3 separate regions of the Zea mays genome follow, and regions 1 and 3 are each linked to region 2. The links are chromatin contacts, called in public Hi-C maps. All regions are on one chromosome and are shown on one strand. The core of a region is the stretch at or near the end of the contact, and the rest is flanking DNA. Distances in the headings are between cores, read along the strand shown. Region 1 holds the start of LOC100282227 (nudix hydrolase 13). Region 2 holds the start of LOC103632119. Region 3 holds the start of LOC100193141.

What was found. Hi-C and Micro-C count contacts between places; a contact is called where the count stands out from the background.
Region 1: a Hi-C map of ear shows a contact between it and region 2, with 1.9 times the contacts expected there. The contact joins the promoter of LOC100282227 here to the promoter of LOC103632119 in region 2. A contact is called at or near these places in 2 of 25 Hi-C or Micro-C datasets (ear and tassel).
Region 3: a Hi-C map of ear shows a contact between it and region 2, with 2.5 times the contacts expected there. The contact joins the promoter of LOC100193141 here to the promoter of LOC103632119 in region 2. A contact is called at or near these places in 3 of 25 Hi-C or Micro-C datasets (ear, endosperm and tassel).

Annotation. Positions count from the first base shown.
Region 1 is chr7:20,337,909-20,341,393 of Zm-B73-REFERENCE-NAM-5.0, reverse strand. LOC100282227 (nudix hydrolase 13) reads left to right here and starts at 2,205. Exons shown (of 4, transcript NM_001155139.1): 1 at 2,205-2,515. The coding sequence starts at 2,445.
Region 2 is chr7:19,932,503-19,936,271 of Zm-B73-REFERENCE-NAM-5.0, reverse strand. It overlaps LOC103632119, which reads right to left and starts at 1,455. Exons shown (of 9, transcript XM_008653965.2): 1 at 1,201-1,455; 2 at 747-1,088. The coding sequence starts at 1,310. LOC542351 (kinase associated protein phosphatase) reads right to left here. Exons shown (of 13, transcript NM_001111928.1): 11 at 3,720-3,769; 12 at 3,558-3,612; 13 at 3,009-3,460. The coding sequence ends at 3,296.
Region 3 is chr7:20,413,503-20,416,901 of Zm-B73-REFERENCE-NAM-5.0, reverse strand. It overlaps LOC100193141, which reads left to right and starts at 1,815. Exons shown (of 7, transcript NM_001138299.1): 1 at 1,815-2,247; 2 at 2,909-3,136; 3 at 3,223-3,344. The coding sequence starts at 1,885. It also overlaps a transcript of LOC100284118 not described here.

The sequences.
Region 1 (3,485 bases), core at 956-3,455, 400 kb before region 2:
CCCTCAGGTTGTAAGACGAAGGCTTTGTCGAAGTCTACGGGTCTCCCACGTCGTCACCGCCCTGGGAGGCCCATGAGGATTCGGCCCATGGTAATGGGCCCCGCGAGGACAAGCGCGATAAGGGTCGTGTCTGTAATAGGGTTTACCGTAATGACCGCCTGTAACCTCCCCTCGTGGGAATATTCTGGGAATAAACTGGGTACTCGAGGGCATAAACGTCTTTGGCAAGGACAGACGGCCACTCGAGTACCTATAAATACCCCCGTACAGTGCCCCGCTACAGTAAGAAACAAAGCTTTTGGCATTCCATACCCAACCTTACAAGCACATTTTCCATTTCCCCGTTGGATTAACATGTCGAGGCGAACATGTTCTCAACAAGCCGTTTTAGGTCTTATTTTTTATGTCTATATTCAACTAGATAAAGATGAATCTAGACACATATATAAAACACATACGTTAATTATTGTATGAACCTATGAATTGACTAAAACGAATTTTAATTTGAAACGGAGGAACTGAACAACTAACTATTAACTAATTTATTAAAAATAGCTAATAACTAAACTATTAGCTAGAGTGTTTAGACGTCTCTAGCTAATTTTAGTCAATAACTATTATCTCTAGTACATTCAAACACCCTCTACATACAATTAAGAGATAATATGTATGTAGAGTCGTGAAGAGACGAGCTCTTTGCGAAGAGATCGTCTCTTATATATTTTTTCAATTAACTCCCTAGAGATTAGGGATGGCAACGTGCACATTTTACCCGCGTGCCCGCGGGTAAAAACCATATATGGTGTGGGTTTGGATGTGAGTTTGTATCCGCGTGTACGAGCGTGGGTTTGATTCTCAATCCAACAGGTTTTTTCTCGCAGGTATGAAAACATTGTACCCGTGCACGCAAACCCGTATACCCGCAGTTAATATATATATGTTTATGTATATATATGTATATGCATATATATATTTATATAGGTGTGCATATATATATATATATATATTTGTATAATATATGTATATAAATATATGTATATATACATGAGATGTATAAATGTATGTGTATAATTATGGGCCCGTGGGTATGTCCACGAGTTTGTGGTATCCGTGGGTAGCGGGTATGAGTAGCATATTATACTCGTCGCGGGGTGACAAGTATGGGTGCGGGTCTGTAAACGCTCTACCCGCGAGTTTCAAACTTGTTGCCATCCTTACTATAAATATCTTTAAAAACCCATATATTAGATGGGTTACACATGCCCTTAGGCCATGTTTGTTTTCTATCCCATTTTTAGAATCTCATTGCAAATTAAACACCTCCTTAATTTTGCATTGGATTTTATACCAGAATCGTACAATCTTTCCATAAGTTGATAATGAGATTTGCATTAGATTTTGTGCATTATCCAGATTCTAAAAATCCATCGGGAACTAAACGCCACCTTACTCATCCTTATCTCTTATTTTTTAAACTCTACATTTTAAATATTACACGGTTATATACATGATATGCTAATTTTTCGTTTTAGTCTTAATCTATATAGATTGGACGTTGGCTTAAATATATAGTAAGTCAAAAAAATTAATTTTTTTCTAATCCTATTTAATTCACATTGGCCACACATACTGGTGAGTAGGGACTAGGGATGACACCAACATGCGGGAGAACTCGACAAACTGAGTATTTTTTTTTTCGGATTATAACATTGCCAAGAGCTTGCTTCGCTGGAATGGTATTCCGAACTGGTATTATATGCTTGTGGAGTTTGCTATTTTGGTACTATGTTGGTGATGGTTTGTCTTTGAGATTAATGTCGCTCATGGTTTGTGCTTCAACGGTCGGTAGAGCTATCCATCAGTTCACAGGCAGAACACAATCTAGTCATGTTTAACACAAATGGGTGAGCTGTCGCTTCTGTAAGAAATGTAAACAATATAGAATTTGGGTAAAAATCTCGCACATTTTTTTATACATAAATGGATTATAAGACTGTTTATAATCTAGCGTTCGGTGAAATTCTTATGCGTTTCCAGTCGTCTTAATTTTTTTAGAGGTGCCATAGGGGTGAAGTGTGTGTATTCATATATTTGTATCATGATAAAAACATATAAAAATTGAAATTCTTAAAAGCTGTAAAAAGAATTAAAAAACCACCACACAAAATACAAAAAATATAAACGAGAAAACAAAGGAAAGAAAGAAAAAGAAAAGAGAGGGAGAGGAAGCGAGCGGCTGGGCGCCCCAAGCCCCACATGGTGCAGCGAGGTCCACGCTAACAACTTCTCGACCTTGGCCTCCCACGGCTCTGCCGCATTGCCGCGCGCCGCCGGCCGGCACTCGCCGTCCTGACGCGAGAAGGAAGATGCTCTAGGAAGTTGGGGGCCTGGCTAGGGACAGCCTGTGTCCCGCCGTGGGATCGGTGGGAGAGGGGGAGGCAGGCATGTGTGATCTGGTGGCCCGCACGGGCCGGCACCTGCAGCGCTACGAGAACGGCCGTCGCCTTGTGGCCGGGTGCGTCCGTAAGGGGAGCCCCCCCTTCCCTACCCCCAACCACCACGGCTCTTCTCCCTCTGCCTTCTCGCATCCACACACCAAAGACATCAGGCGTTTTTATCTGCCCTCGATTCGATCTGATTGGGTTTGTCCGGTTGCGGTGCTTGCTTGGTTGGGCAGCTTAAAGGTTCGCTATGCTGGGAGCGTTTGCTTACCAACTGGAATGGATGCATGTGGCCTTGTTGGGCTGCGACTATCCTGTGTTTTACTGCTGCTTCTGTTGGGAGTAGGGTCGACCTCTCTGGCTGATTAATTGTCCTGGATTGGTCATAATCGGTGAATAGTAGCCTGTTTCTGTGTCATTAGTCATTAGTACATTAGTTTCTTCACCTGACATGTAAGGGCCCATTCGGCACTTCTTTACCGTTTTATTATTCATTAGTCCTGCACTAAATTTCATGTCATCACAAGATACTGTCAGCGTAAAGGACATCTGTTTTGTCCACAATTGCGTCGTTGTAGAATGAATCGCCTGTGGACTGATGGGTCTATTAGAATCAGTTGCGTAGAAGAGGCCATTTGGCATTGGATAATGTAGGCATATGTTCTCTGTAGCAGATTCTTATTCTAGGTTGGCGCAATCCGATTAGTTTTATGCATGACATAAGCGCAGTATGTCATGTTCCGTCCTTCTAGACCATTTTTATATCTTATCTAAAATTATGCATTAAATTTTAGGAAGGAATCCCATTTTTAATTCGTTTTGCGATGTACAAACACTGTTGAAAGAAACGGATAGATTTCTAGATTAAAATATATAGATAGGTGCACGACTTGAGCCAAATGGCAGAGATTGTTTAGACCATGGAAAGAGGTCAAGTTATCCTGTAGTCTGTTGGGAATTCCTGTTCCAATGAGTACAGTTAGGTACTTTTATTAGAGGTTACATAACATCAGGTAAAACAGCTGATTTGTCTTCTTGCTGCTT
Region 2 (3,769 bases), core at 206-2,705:
TATATAATAGCTCAAAAAAGGTGGAAATAATAATTATCTTAGGAGTTTACTGGTAAGAAAAAACAATAATGTCGCCAAAAAAACATGTGTTCCGGTAATTTTCTATGATGGCCTTTTTGTATAATAGTTTACTGGTAAGATTTAGCTCGCCAGCAAGGACAATAATGGGTTTGTTTGGTTCAGTTTTTTCTGATCAGTTTTTTTGAGAATCTGGTTGTAGAGAGAATCTGGCTGTGGGAAAGATCTGAGTATCGTGGGATTACGTGCGGAGGAAAATGAAATGGTTCAAAGGGTTCAAGATCTAGATAGCGATGGAATTTATCGTGACGACTCGATCGATTATGTATTTATGTTGATTTTGAATGGTTTTTAGCGATTTTTATAGAAACAGACTGAAAAGCTGGGACGTTTGCTAATCCGCGGCAGCTTTTTATTGCCAAAAACTAAAAATTGCCCAAACAAACAGGGTCAATATTTAGAGGATCGTTGGTACATGCGGTGCTTATTAGAAGGAACGAACATTTGGTTCATCATCACCTGTGAAACAACATGCATGAGAAAAAAAAAGTATTAGTAAATATAGAACAGCATAGAGAGCCGGTCTATTTATTTGCATATCTTACACGTGGAGACCTTGAGCTCGATCGTTCGTTCCCTGTGCTGTGCTGTGCTGTGCTTCATTCTGTAGATACGTGAGGTAGCATGCAAAGCAAAGCATGTATGTATATAGGCTATAGCCGGTTTACCCGACGGCAGGAGGGAAGCAGTAGGAGGCGCACATGAGGTAGAACCACTCCGTCTCCGTCAGGTCCTCGGGCGCCAGCGCGGCGACGGGCCGGCGAGGCGGCGGCACCACCGCCACCTGCTGCTGGTGCTGCTGCTGTGGGTCGCCGACTCCTCCACCACCGTCGTAAGCGGCCTCCCCCGCCGCCAGCGAGTCGTAGAGCTCCTTGAGCTGCCGGCTGCGGCGCAGCGCCGTCTCCTCGTCCCCGGCGTCCTCCGCGCCCGCCGGCTGACGCACTGTCGTCATCGTCGTCTTGCGCGTCCTGATGGCGCCGTTGTAGTAGCCCTCCGCCCAGACCAGCGCGCTGATGAGCAGGGCCATGCATGCATGCGTGATCAGATCGGTTAGTCAGACAGCGCTTTAGCAAGGACGAGAGTTGGGACGGCGATGGAGCAGCAGGCAGGAAGAAGGCGTACCCTTGGCGCGGGCAGAGGCGCCAGAGGAGGCTGTACGTCCACCCCGTGCTCTGCGCCACCGACTGCAGCGCCTTCTGCGCGGCCTCGCCTCCGCTGCCGCCGGCCGCCATGGCTGGGATGGCTGCCTGCTGCTGCTGCTGCTGTGCTGTGTGCTGCTTCAGTGATCGAGCGCGTGAGCGAGTTGGTGAGGGTCGTCTGAGGCTTTGAGGAGGGAAAGGAGGGCAATGTACAACGCGTTGACTGACTGGTGGTGGTGGCTGGGCTTTGAGGAGGGGAGGGGATGGGAGGGGAAGGAGCGCGCGCCGCCAACTCATGCACCGTACCAAATCGCGAGGGCACGTGGGGTGGGGTGGGGAGGGGAAGGAGGAGGTCGGTCGGGGTAGCGCAAGTAGGTGCATGTGAAAGGAATTTGTTGGTTGGATCCGTCTGTTTAGTACTCCATACGGTGTCGTTTTATAGGAAACCAAACTTGTTTTTTAAGCTCAAGTTTATTCTAAATGGGAATCTCGTCGCACTCTTTCCAGCACTATCTTAGAGCATGTACAAACCTGAGCACTATCTTAGACAGCATGATACAATCCTAAGACCTACATCTTAAATACAGATAAAAGACACATTGTATGGAAAGTTGTGAAGAGACGGACTCTTCGCGAAGTGCTTGTCTCTTGTATTTTTTTCACTTAGCCCATTAGAGACCACTCAAGAGACTCCATATTAAATGGGTTGTACATGTCTTTATAGACTAACATATCAATTAAATACCGCAGCTCAATAACCAATAGAAGTTAGTAAAAAATATGTGAAGTGAAACAGATCACTATCAATAAAGGGTTCATACAGTTTTCAAGACCTTGGAAACCAGCCGACGTGGTTTCATCCCAATAAAACTCAATCCTCTTAGGGCATGTACAATAGGTATCTTAAGATGTATCTTAAAGTGTGTCTAGGGGGGTGAATGTGAAAAAACTTAAGACATTTATCTTGACGAAGACACAGTGTCTTAGCTCTATGTTCGAGACAGGAGACTAGCTGATTGATCACTTTAATTTATTGAATGCTCTGATTGGTACAATGAATATGGTAAGACACATGTTTTAGACATGACCATTGTATTATGTTGTGTTTTAGTTGTATCCTATATTTGGAGTACCGTACAACAGTGTCTAGGTTGTACATGCCCTTAAATACTATGTCATGTCATCAAAAATATTTAATGTGGCATATTATTAAATGGTTCCTTTAGTCGCTCTCCTAAACATGACTAAAATGTAGTCCCTAGAAATCCTATTTGGAATACTTATTTTAGTCGAAGTAGGAACCAAACACTCCAACTAGATGTACGGGCAATGCAAACAGAGGACCTTGACATCGTCCTGGTGAACACTCATTGACAGGCGCTCGTTGGCAGTGATGTTTCTCTCTGCAACAGTACGCTGTGTTGTGGTGATGTATAAAGCCTAGCTAGTTGTTATCACCTTTTTGCACGTACACGTACGGCCTAGCACGTACTGTTTTCTTTTTACCTGTGTACTGTATCACCTACTACCACAGTAGTAGCTAGCTAGCTCCAACCACTTGCTGTTTTTCCTGAATTCTGGGGCTGCACTGCTTCCACCCTCATCCTTCCATCCTGGGATACATTGCCAGTCTCCACAGCATCCCATTTCCGTCAGGCAGGCAGCCGGTGCCTTCTGATCCCAGATCTGTGCACAAACTGAAACCAGCAAGCAACTTTCTCTTGCCTCCATCTCGTCCCTTGGACTTCAAACTGGACGCGCAAACGGATTAACAAAAATGGCGAATGACTTCACAGTTAATGGAGATTTGTTAAGCCATTCCTGGATGATGGGTGATCATCGGTTCATCAACTAGGGTGACAGAGAGAGAGAGAGAGAGAGAGAGAGAGAGAGAGAGAGAGAGAGAGAGAGAGAGAGGAGACTCTAAAAGGCATGCACCAGATTACACGGTATGCACGCACTCTGCCTCCTACACCACATCATCTCACTGAAAACACAACAAAACTTGGGAGCTATATAATAGAGCAGCCAGGAAGACGACGATCCATGGGAAGCTGCAGTCTCCGGAATCTGCCATGTCAATCAACTGGCGAGATACAGGGATCCCTTCTCAGGACGTCAAAATCTACGAATATTACGGATGTGTTGTCCTTGGTTCGCAGACTCCGAGCTTCGTCCAGCACACGGCTGGCTACTCTGGCCGCCGCTGAGGTGGCGTCGCCGGAGCTCCTCCTCTCCTTTCCCTGCAGATTGTGGAGGGGAAGGCAACCAAGGGACGACAGTGAAGGCCACTGCATGCCAGAACAATGGCGGACGAAACGGTCGTCAAGATCTTTTTACCTCGACGACAAGCTGTACCGCCCTTTTCGTGCTGATGACGTCCCAGAGCCCGTCGCTGCGTACATACATACAAAAATCCTCGACGGTCAGGAGATGATGGTTTACGTATATCGGTAGCATTACCATTACCTCGCTAGCATTAGGAGAACTAACACAAGTTACCTAGCAATGACGGCGAAGGCTGTGCACGCTTTGGTGATGCGAACGGCTTG
Region 3 (3,399 bases), core at 566-3,065, 480 kb before region 2:
CTTGGGCCTGGGGCCTTAAAACGTCAAGTCATATGTTTGATTGCAATAATAGGATAAGACAAAGATGAGACGATTCTTCAAATAAATTTGTTTGATTAAAAGGTTGGGACAGAATTATTAAAATGTTGTTTCAGTTATCTCTTAAAAATTGGAGGGACGATAAAGAACGTCAGGACATCCTGCTGTCGCGCAAAGATGCGTTCGGTTTCAGGACAACAGCGTTTCAATTTTAAGGCTGTGCTAATCTTTAACTCTGACCAAACAAGGTATCGTTCCATTCTACAACCAAACGCAGTCTACCTCGCCGTCGCGGTGCTGACCGAGTTGGCCGCCATCGTCCTCGCGAACGACACGTGCCGTAGCCCAGCTCCCGTGCCAAGGTTGCGTTCGTCGTCTTCTCCAGCCGTGGCCACCTCTACGAGAGTGCGAGTACGCCGCGAGGAGGACGAGGTGGTGGTCGTCGCCGCCGCGGAGGAGAAGCACAGGCACGATGGCCGCATCGAGCGGGGCCGCAGGCGGCGGAGCACAGCGGCTGCAGTGCGCTCCATCCCCGTCGGCGGGCGCGGCAGTGGCACCCCTCCCGGGAGCACGAGCTACGACAGCTTGAGCCCCGCCCTCCACCGCGCGTGCGAAGTCCTCCATGGCAGACGCCGGCGGCGGAGCGATCCATGGCGCGAGGAGAGAGGAGAGCAAGTTTATTATACGGCATGAGGCAACAGTTAGGGAAATTGATCATTTTTCATCTTATTAAGGCCCTATTTAGGAGAGCTTCACTTCAAAAACTTCAGCTTTGGTTTCCAGTTTTACTATAAAACAGCTCCAGCAAATTGTTAAGGTGAGTTCCAGGAGCGTTTGGTTTGTATATGGACTCCAACTTCTATAGTACAATTGATTTGTGTGGGTTTCCTTGATTACTCTTGATGATTAGTGGGTTGTCGCCAGATAAAACGGAAATTGTATGTTGCGTAACCAGTGGCATGGTGGGTAATTTTCGTACAGCTTCATGAGGAGATATAAAAACAGTGTTTTTGAAGCACCCTCTATGGAGCTTCATGAATTTCATGAAACGGGCCTCTAGTTTCGATTTTTTTTAAAACTAAAGCTCGTGGAGCTGGACCTGTTTGGGTTGAAGAAGTTCGAACAAAATTGAAATTCTTGAAGTGAAGCTCTCCCAAACAGAACCTAAACAACAAAATGCATTTTAGCGTTTAGACCGAGTTTGATAATGGCACTGAACTGGATTGGTATAATTCTAAATTTTGTTTGTGGAACGATGGTTAAAAATGGCATAGTGGCGAAACCTAATTTTATGATGGCATTTGGGCGAAGCCCGTATTTGATAATGGCGAATGGGCAAATAACTATAGATGGTCAATAAGCACGAGGTATGCGAGCCCGACACGAAGTCCGCTATTTGGGCCCGATTTGAGCCCGACACGGCTCAGTTATATAGGGTCTGGGCTGGCCCGGCACGAATAAGCGGACCAGGCTCGGACAGGAAACTAGATACGGTAGGCTAGTCCGGCATGACCTGTTTACCTCTAAGCCCGCTTTTTTGCACTAAAACGTACTTATCGGCCCGCTTTCGCCCCGTTTTTTCGTGCTCGACCCGTTTAGACCCGCTGTGGGCCGGACTCGGACAAGAAATCGAGCTCGCGGACTTAGACGGTCTGGCCCATTTTCCCAACCGTGTCTAGCGAGCCTGGCTTCATCGGGCCCGGGCCTGGACCGGGCCTGGCCGGGCGGCCCGTTTGGCTATGTCTACAAATAACTCCCTTGCCCTCCTCTCTTTCTTCCTCCCCGCTCCCCACCCCCTCAAACCCGAAAGGAACCCTAATCCTAGCCGCACGCGGGAGGCAGCTAAGAGAGCTTGAAGCACCAGCCATGGCGGACCACGACCTCACGGCGCTGATGGCGGCGCAGCTGGACCGGCACCTGGTCTTCCCGCTGCTGGAGTTCCTCCAGGAGCGGCAGCTCTACTCGAGGCCGGAGATCCTGGAGGCCAAGATCCGCCTCCTCAGCGGCACCAACATGGTCGACTACGCCATGGACATCCACAAGTCCCTCCACGGCACCGATGACGTTCCCGAGGACATGGTCAAGCGCCGCTCCGAGGTCGTCTCCAGGCTCAGGTCGCTCGACGAGGCCGCAGCCCCGCTCGTCGCCTTCCTCCAGAACCCGCAGCTCGTGCAGGAGCTCAGGCCCGACAAACAGTACAACATCCACATGCTCCAGGAGAGATACCAGGTCTGCTTCTGCCTTGTTTTTGTTAAAGATATATATATGCGTGCTTTATTTAGTTAGGTTGGTGGAATTCCGTGTTTTGGAGCGTTTTCAGACGTTGTTACGAAGCTATGGATTTGTGTGTCACTAAAAATCCTGAAACGGATTTGCTCATATAGTGAATCGATCTTACCGTTGCTAAATGTGGTTACATATATCATTATCATACAAGTGATTTGGTCCTAGTTCTGCAGTATGTTGTCATGTTGTGAGGAATCTTGAATTGGCTGACTGCTGACTTTAGCTCCCACATTAAGGATCACATAAGTACATTGTGAGATATGCTTTATTTGGTACTATGCATAATTCAGTATGTTATATGTATTCTAGCAGGTGTCCTAAAATCTAGACATGTAATTCTTCCTAGGATCGTAGTTGATTTCCTTGTATCGTATAGTCCAAAAAGTGCTTTCAAATTGAGCCTAGTTGAAGTCTATGTTCTTTCAACTCTGCAGTAAGGGACAATTCAGAGTCAGAGTTTTTGCCGCTGGAGCACTGTCGAGAAAGCACAGTGCACATTAACTAAGATCAAAATTCAGATGGAATGTTGAAGCTGTGCACTTTTATTGTTATAGCCTCTTCTGTGCTAAATGCTAACGAACTAAATCCTTGTTTAACAATGCAGATTGGTCCTGACCAGATTGAAGCTCTGTATCAGTATGCCAAATTTCAGTTTGAGTGTGGTAACTACTCCTGGGCTGCTGAGTACCTGTACCAGTATCGTGCTTTGTGCACAGATACTGAGCGAAGTGTGAGTGCCCTCTGGGGAAAGCTAGCAGCAGAAATCCTAATGCAGAACTGGGATGTGGCTTTGGAGGAATTCAACCGCTTGAAGGAAATAATTGATTCAAAGGTTCTACCATCAATGTTTCGTAGTGTGTTCTTTGCTCTTTGTATATGTTATATTAGTAACCTTGTTCCTTCCTTATCTTTTGGCAGAACTTCTCATCACCTCTGAATCAGCTCCAGAACAGGATATGGCTGATGCATTGGGCTCTGTTCATCTTCTTTAACCATGAAAATGGTAGAAATGGGATCATTGATCTGTTCTTCCAGGACAGGTTTGTCTGTTAAAATCTCAAGACTCGTCGTATGCTGACATAAAATTATGATTTG